Regions from separate parts of the Ovis canadensis genome. Here region 2 is linked to region 1. The links are chromatin contacts, called in public Hi-C maps. All regions are on one chromosome and are shown on one strand. Each heading gives the region's core, a stretch centred on a gene start, on an enhancer-like site or on the middle of the called end of the contact. The rest is flanking DNA. Distances are from core to core; before and after follow the strand shown. Region 1 holds the start of DUSP7 (dual specificity phosphatase 7). Region 2 has its middle 9.7 kb from the start of RPL29.

Region 1 (3,640 bases), core at 531-3,030:
AACAGGACTACCTTGGGATGGACTATTTGGGTACTGTCGGGCCCAGCACCCTCCCACATGGGGAGACCTGAGGCCCAGAGAGGTGAGAACCATCACAACTTATCAGCAAGCAGCAGAGCAAAGTGTGCATCTGAGCCCCTCAGGCTCGGCGAGCCCTTTCGACGCGTTCCGGATCCCCGGGCAAGAAGGCGCTGCCCAGCAACCCTAGGACAAGCCTGCGTGGGAGGCCAGAGACCAGCTTTTCCTATCACCTCCCTGGGCCTGGCATCTCGGATGCTAGGACCATCTATATCTGCAATACTCTGGTCTTTCCGGAAGTGTAACCGTGGAAGAGATCCCTGCTCCTCTGCCACGCAGCCCTGCAGTTGGGATGAAACCTGGTAGACTCTCCTCCGCGAGGACAAAAGGGCGTTAGTGGGGAGGTGGGTAGCGGGGAATGCCGCAGGGCCGCTCCTCTACCTGGTCAGAAAGCTCAACTCCTGCAGGTTCCAGAGGCACGCACTCTGGCAAATCTCAGGCACCGCCGCCATTCATCTCTGACCCTGATTCCCTCCAGGATGTAGAGGCAGGGTGGCGGGGAGCCGCCCAGCCTCGGGCAGAGTGGGAGGGGGTAAGCCCCAAGGATGTGGGCGCACTCCGCCGGGCAGGGAACGGACCGGACGGACTGCAGGATCAGCCAGGGACGGACTCCCCAGCGCAGACAGCCCTGACTCCTTAGGGGAAGCGCGGCAGGCCCCGCGCACGCGCGCCGCGCTAGTGGAGCCGCTTTGTTCCAGGGCTACCTGCGGCTCCATTCACCTCCTCCGCGGAGCCAGCCAGCCTGCCACCCGCAGCCAGTGCCGCTGAGGCCCCGCCCAGCCCGCGCTGGGTGGAACTTTTGGCGGGCCCCGCCTTCCCTCTGCCCCGCTCCTTCGGCTGCGATTGGCGCTCTGCGTGGTGCGTCCCGCCTGTCATTAAAGTTGATTCGACAGTTAGGAAAGGTGGGAGGAGAGCAGGTTACAGAGGGGGCCCCCTCCCTCCCACCCCGGTCCAGTGGAAAAGTCACGTGGCGCTTCACTCCGCGCCTGTCACCACTCCGCTTGTAAAGCTTTCTTAAAGGTCCCGCTGTCTCTTCCCAGGGCCGGTCCTTTTGGGGATTTCTACAATCTAGCCCGCGGAGGGTGGCACGGCCCTGAGCCTTCCTACCTTAGCTGCCTAGTCCTGCTTTCCCCCTCGGACCTGCTGGAGTGAGACGACCCCTCAAGGTCTCCAAACGCAGAGCCCTCTTTAGGACTGTGCAGCCGCCTGAAGCGGTGACAGCCTAGGTGCCCAGGGAATGGCACGGAGTAGGTGTTCAGTTCCCGTGTGCTGAACTCGCTGGGAGTTGTTCATGAATCAGTGGAGTCGACAGGACTTCGGCTCAGCTTGATCGCCCCTTTCCTCCGCTCCATCCCCGGGAGACTGCCGGAATGTAGGGGAGAGGATCCCTGGAGCGGGTCCCCCGAGGACAGCTCTTGGGACAGGCACAGAACTGGGAGCTCCGGGATAGGACCCAGGAGTGTCTTGGTTGGGCCTCTGGGAGAGTTTTAGTGGGTTCTGAGCGGCAGCGCTGAGGCCGAGCGAAGGCCAGGGGGCTGGTCTCCGGGCTTAGGGCACCGCTCGCGTGCCCACAGACCCCGTGGGGAGGGGCGGCGGAGCAGCGGCGCCTTTAAGCTCGGGAGCCGCGGCGCGGCCCCGCCCCCCCCGAGGACGCCTGGGCGCGCGGCCGCCTGAGACGCTGTTTAATTGGGGCTGTCAGGCCGCGGAGCGCGCGGAGGGCCGGGCGGGACGGAGGCCGGGAGGCCGGGGCGGCGGGCGAGCAGCTCGGTGGGAGGCGGGCGCCCGGAGACGCGGCTGGGGCCCGCGCGGCCGGGGCGCCGTCCCAGGGCAGGGCTGCCCGGCCCCGGCCCCGGGCCGCCCGCGCTCCCCATGAAAAACCAGCTCCGCGGCCCCCCAGCGCGGGCGCACATGTCGGCCTCGGGGGCGTCGGCGTCTGGGGACACCGGGGCGGGGTCGGAGCCCGGTGCGGGATCTGGATCTGGCGCCGGCACCGGGGCAGGCGCGGCGGCGGGCGCAGGGGCCATGCCCTGCAAGAGCGCCGAGTGGCTGCAGGAGGAGCTGGAGGCGCGCGGCGGCGCGTCCCTGCTGCTGCTCGACTGCCGGCCGCACGAGCTCTTCGAGTCGTCACACATCGAGACGGCCATCAACCTGGCCATCCCGGGTCTCATGCTGCGCCGCCTCCGCAAAGGCAACCTGCCCATTCGCTCCATCATCCCCAACCACGCCGACAAGGAGCGTTTCGCTACGCGCTGCAAGGCGGCCACCGTGCTGCTCTACGACGAGGCCACGGCCGAATGGCAGCCAGAGCCCGGCGCTCCCGCCTCGGTGCTTGGCCTTCTCCTGCAAAAGCTGCGCGACGACGGCTGCCAGGCCTACTACCTCCAAGGTAAGGGCGGCAGCGAGACCCAGTCTGGAATTGGGGCGCTCCCGTGGCTCCCGGATGCCCCCGACGGAGGCGGCTTTCTCTCCCGGTGCCCGGCCTGTCCAGCCGGCGCCACGTCTCCCCCGCTCGCATCCTCCCCTCCAGGGCTCCCTGCCCAAGCTGTGCGGGTGTAGGCTGGTACAGTAGCCCCCTCTACGTCCCTTTCCGGGCATGATCCGAGTGGTCTGAACAAACTTTTCCCCACTTGGGCTTTCCTTTTTTCCCCATTGTTGGGGCCATGGTAGCTCCCAGGTTCCCCCCTGAAGCCCGGCAAAGGAGGGAGGGTGCCCTCCTGGGCACCAGTTCAGCTCCTCCAGCCTGGAATGGGTGTCCCTGGAAGGCCAGAGTTAGGACAGGAACCTTTAATCACCACCCTCAGCCCTGCCAGGGCAGAGGGAGAGTTTGGGGGACTCGGAGGATCCCCATGTGGGGCTTGTCACTGGGGAATCGCCACCTCTTGGAAGTGCTTGGGGCAGGGCTGTAAGGAGTGTCCCTTGCCCCAGCTTTGGTTTTCCGAGACCCCCAAGTCCTTGGCCAGCCACCCCAGAGGTGGTGGAAGGGGGAGGCAGCCCTGGGAGGCGAGTGACTGCAGCCGGTGTTTCCAATTAACATTCCAAAATGGCCTCTTGCTGGCAGCGGGGCGGGCAGACGGGAGGGGAGGGGAGGCCTGCGGCACCCTCGGGCGCAGGGCCCATGCTTAGCTGCAGCGCGCTCCCCATTTCTTGTCCCTGTATAGCCCCCAGCAGCCTCCCCTTCTGTGGGTCCAAGGCCAGGGTCGGGGTACCTTGAGTTCTAAGGTGGGTTATGGAGAAGAGGAGCCAGGACCCCTTTTATGAACTTGCTCCTGCTGGGGGACAGAACCAGCTGATACCTTCACTACCCTCCCTGGCAGTGGTGGGGAGTGGGGGCAAGCCCCGGATTCCCAGTCGAAGGCCCAGGCCCTCTGCCTCGAGCTGACCCAGATGCAGCTCTGGCCTGTGATCTCTTCTGTAAGAGGGTTTGCAAACCCAGAGGTATTGGCCTGAGATGGGGTTGTTTGCTTTCCTTTACTGCTTAGCAATTACTGAGCACCCATGGGTGCCTGATGCAGGGGAGCTGTGGAAGAGGCATGGGCTGGATTCTGTCCTCGAGTGCCCTAAA
Region 2 (3,640 bases), core at 816-3,315, 110 kb after region 1:
AATCTCCCTGTGTGTGACACCCCTCCCCGACTCCTACCTCCCCCAGCATACCAAGAATGCCCATTTATCACTTTTGCTCTTTTGTAAGAGCTCGATCAAACACATTTGAACGTCTAAAACAGTACAGTGTTGTTCACTCTGGTGGGGGACTTGATAAAACGGCTTTGAACCGAGTGTAGTTCCTGCAGTGTCTGCTCTTCCCTCTACATTACGCTTTAGGGTTCACCCCTGCTGCTGCGGGAGGTGCCGTTGATTTCTTAAATCTCCTGTTACTGGATGTTTGTGGTGTTCTTAGCTTCTCCTCAGGAACAGAGCTGCTAAAAACATCCTGCGGGGTGGGTTGTATTATCATTATTGTTAATGACAATGTTCCCATTCTGCCAGGGTATACACTCCCTCTTCTCCCCAACCCCCCAACGCACACACGGACACTTGCCAGGCACACTGGTGCCCTGGAACAAGGTGCCCTGTGACCTGAGCCAAGCCTAGAGGGGTAGGGGATGGGTGGGTCGGGGTATGGGTCCACAGCTACGTGACACTGTGCATCTCGTTTCTGGATCCACACCCGCGCACCCCAATTCGACTCAACCGCACAAGTGCATCTGGCTCCATGTTCAGAACAAGATGAAATGAGAAAACAGACTGTGCAGCTGGATAGTCCTGGGTTCAAAGGTCCAGTTGTGTGGTCCAATGGCTAAGACTCCGTGCTCCCAATGCAGGGGCCCCTGGGTAGCATCCCTGGTCAGGGAACTAGATGCCACCTGCCGTAACTAAAGATCCCATGTGCCACATCTAAGACCTAGAGCAACCAAATAAATAAATAAAGGTCCGGTTCATCATGTACAAGCTCTAGGAGCTCGGGGGAGTCACTTCCTCTTTCTGAGCCCTGGTTTCCTTGTGTGCAAAGTGAGGGTGACTTTAGGACAGAACGTTGCAGAGCCCCGTGAGTGCTGAGAGGTGAGAGGCAGGCAGGGTAGTTGCTTGTTTCCCTACTGCAGTTTGGCTCCTTCTCTCCATCTAAGGGGACCGCCAGGGCATCCAACCACCACCCCTACGGATAAGGAAGCTGAGATGCAGAGCATGAAGGACCCCCACCCAGCGCCCCAGAGGTCCCAGCCCATTCCTCCTGCAGGGCTGACTGGTCCTCCCACCAGTGTGTCCCCCACTGCCTCTGCTGGGTCTGCGTGTGCACAAAGGCCAGCCATGCCGTCCCCTCTCCACCCTGAGACCCTGGCCCTGACACTGAGCCTCCTGTGCTCTGCCTCGGCCCTGGGGTTTGAAGCTGGGGAGGGCAGAGGCCAGCATCAGGAGCCCAGCAGGGCTGGCAGCCCACTGTGCAGCCCAACCTCAGGCTCCTTCCTGGGCCTCACAGTGACCTCCCCTGTCCCATGGGCACTGGAGCCCCCACCCTCCCTGACCAGGCCCCTTCATGTGGGGACCACAGGTCCTGCTGGCTTAGGGCCTCCTGGACTCTACCACAGCCCCCAGCATGCTGTGAGGGGTGGTCACACGTGGCTGTCTCAGCCCTGTACCCAGGGGCTGATGAGGGAAGCCTGATGCTGCCTCTGCAGACAGACGGAGGAGGTGGGGCCGCGAGAGGAGGCCTCGGCTTGCCCAGGGCTCTAGTGCTTCGTGCTGCAGTTGCACCCAGCTTTTGGATAAGGATCTGGGGCTCCGTGTCCCACCACAGGCAAGGCGAGCGGAAACCAGGAGCGCCCCCTGCTGTCACTGCTTGCATTCAATAGCGCTGACCTGAGTGGAAGGAGGTCTCCTTCAAACACAGACTTCCTGCTGGAAGGAGCCCGCTGCTACTACCCAGCCAGACTGGCTCCCTACGCGGTGCGCGGCCCGAGATGAGGGCCAGCTTTCACCCCCAGCTCCGCTCCGGAGCCGGCCTGAAGAGAAGTGGGTGAGACAGGGCCGCCCCCTTCAGCCCCCGGCACCCCTTCCCACCTGCCAGCACCGCTTTTCTCCTCCTCACAGGGGACCCCCTCCCGGCTGCAGCTCCATCCCCTCCAGGCTCCCGCCCCCGCAGGCCCCCGGGCCCCTCCTCCACGCCGGGGGCGGGCGCACAGTAATTCCAGTTATTTTTAGCCAGCCGCATCCTCTAAGAGACGCAAGTCAAGGGGAAGCCGCCCCCGCGCCTCCGGGAGCTTCGGAGCTTCTTGCAGAAAAAAGATCGCTTAAAACTAGTGCTTGGAGGACTCGCGCCAGGCAGGCAGGGCCAGCGCTGTGTGGCACGCGGAGCGACGACCCTGGGCCCCTCACCCACGGCTCCCTGTGCTGCGGGCTGGTTGTCAGGGGTGGCCAGGGGCCCCCACGGGCCCTCACTGCCTCCACTCAGCAAACGTCCTCAGCCGCCCTCTCCTGGCTCCACCCCCGCCACCGTCATCTCGTCATCCCTGCCTGCTGGGGGGTGAAGAGAGCATCTGGGGAGCCATCCCCACTCTCTCAGCCCTCTCTGGGCGGGGTGCCCTGGGGGTGGGCAGCCTACACGTTTCCAGGGGAGATGTGGGGGTCAGGGAGAGAGCCGGGTATGACCAGCCTAGCCTTTTGGCCGTTTCAAGCCTTGTGGGCGGGGGTGGGGGGGGCGGCTATTAAATGGGACAGACCCCCATCGGCCAGGCCCTGTGAGGATCCCTGGAGCCTCACCATAACCTACAGTGTAGTAGGTGGCACGCTCATCCCTGTCTCACGAGGAGGTCATGGAGCTACAAACGGATGGAGCTTTTGTTCAAGGTCACCCAGCTGCTAAGTGTCATGCCCTCCAGCCTTCACCAGTGGACAGACGGTGAGTGCTTGAGAATGTGACGAGCACTGGGGGGGTCACGGAAAGAAGGACCAACAGTGCTGCGGAGGAGGGATGCTGTATTGGACCCACCTGCCGTGGACACCACAGCACGCTCTCCCTGAGGCTCGCTCCTCAGCTAGGACGTGGCCCTCCTTTTCCCAAGCTGTCATCAGCGTGTGTCTCCGGCAGCATCCAAGCCCAGCAGAGCTTCGAGGAGTGCCCTTGATGGAGAAATAGCTGTGTGACCCTGGGCAAGTCACTTTACCTTTCTGGGCCTCTGTTTCCTCACCTAACAGAAGAAGCCAGCCTGCAGGTATGGCGAGGATCAATGCAGAGCTCCTGGCTCCTGGCCCTAGCAGAACACCCCTTTCCTGCCCAGGCCCTGGATTTAGGACACCCACTGTGGGCCAGGCCTTGGGGGCTTCGGGGGTACAGCGACAGCTCCTGGAGGCCCTCATCAGCTGGGGTCCTGTGCCAGAGAGCCATAAGGAGCAAATGCCAGCTTGAGTCTGCTCGGCCCACAGCATCCTCCTCACCCCACCCCCACCTCTCCCTGACCTCACAAGGCCTGCCCCTGCACCCCAGCAGCCCCCCTCCTCTCCCAGGAAGGCTCCAGAGCCCCTCTTCCAAACCTGAGCCTCCTGCCTAGACGGACTCTCTCTGTTCTGCATCCTGGGGTACTGTGCCCGCAGCCGCCTCCTGTCCCAGCCCTCAGCTTCTGCATCTCACAGATGCTCCAGGTGATCCTGATAGTAGCCCTGGGCCAGCAGATGAAGGATTTCAAGGTCACACGCCCAGCCACTCATCTCCCAAGTGACCCTGTTTTACCCGGAGCGGGGGAGAGTGAGG

The links. Hi-C and Micro-C count contacts between places; a contact is called where the count stands out from the background.
Region 2: a contact with region 1 is called in a Hi-C map of fibroblasts, with 2.8 times the contacts expected there. The contact joins the enhancer-like site here to the promoter of DUSP7 in region 1. A contact is called at or near these places in 2 of 2 Hi-C or Micro-C datasets (fibroblasts and lung).

What each region holds. Positions count from the first base shown.
Region 1 is chr19:63,494,830-63,498,469 of ARS-UI_OviCan_v2, forward strand. It overlaps DUSP7 (dual specificity phosphatase 7), which reads left to right and starts at 1,781. Exons shown (of 3, transcript XM_069561450.1): 1 at 1,781-2,464. The coding sequence starts at 1,948. It overlaps LOC138424476 (a long non-coding RNA gene), which reads right to left and starts at 807. Exons shown (of 3, transcript XR_011250807.1): 1 at 460-807.
Region 2 is chr19:63,605,881-63,609,520 of ARS-UI_OviCan_v2, forward strand. No RefSeq gene overlaps it. Among named protein-coding and RNA genes, the nearest start is that of RPL29, 9.7 kb to the right of the region's middle. Within about 2 kb of position 2,066, the one cell type or tissue checked has open chromatin away from gene starts, as enhancers often do. A contact at or near this core is called in fibroblasts, where this site is marked.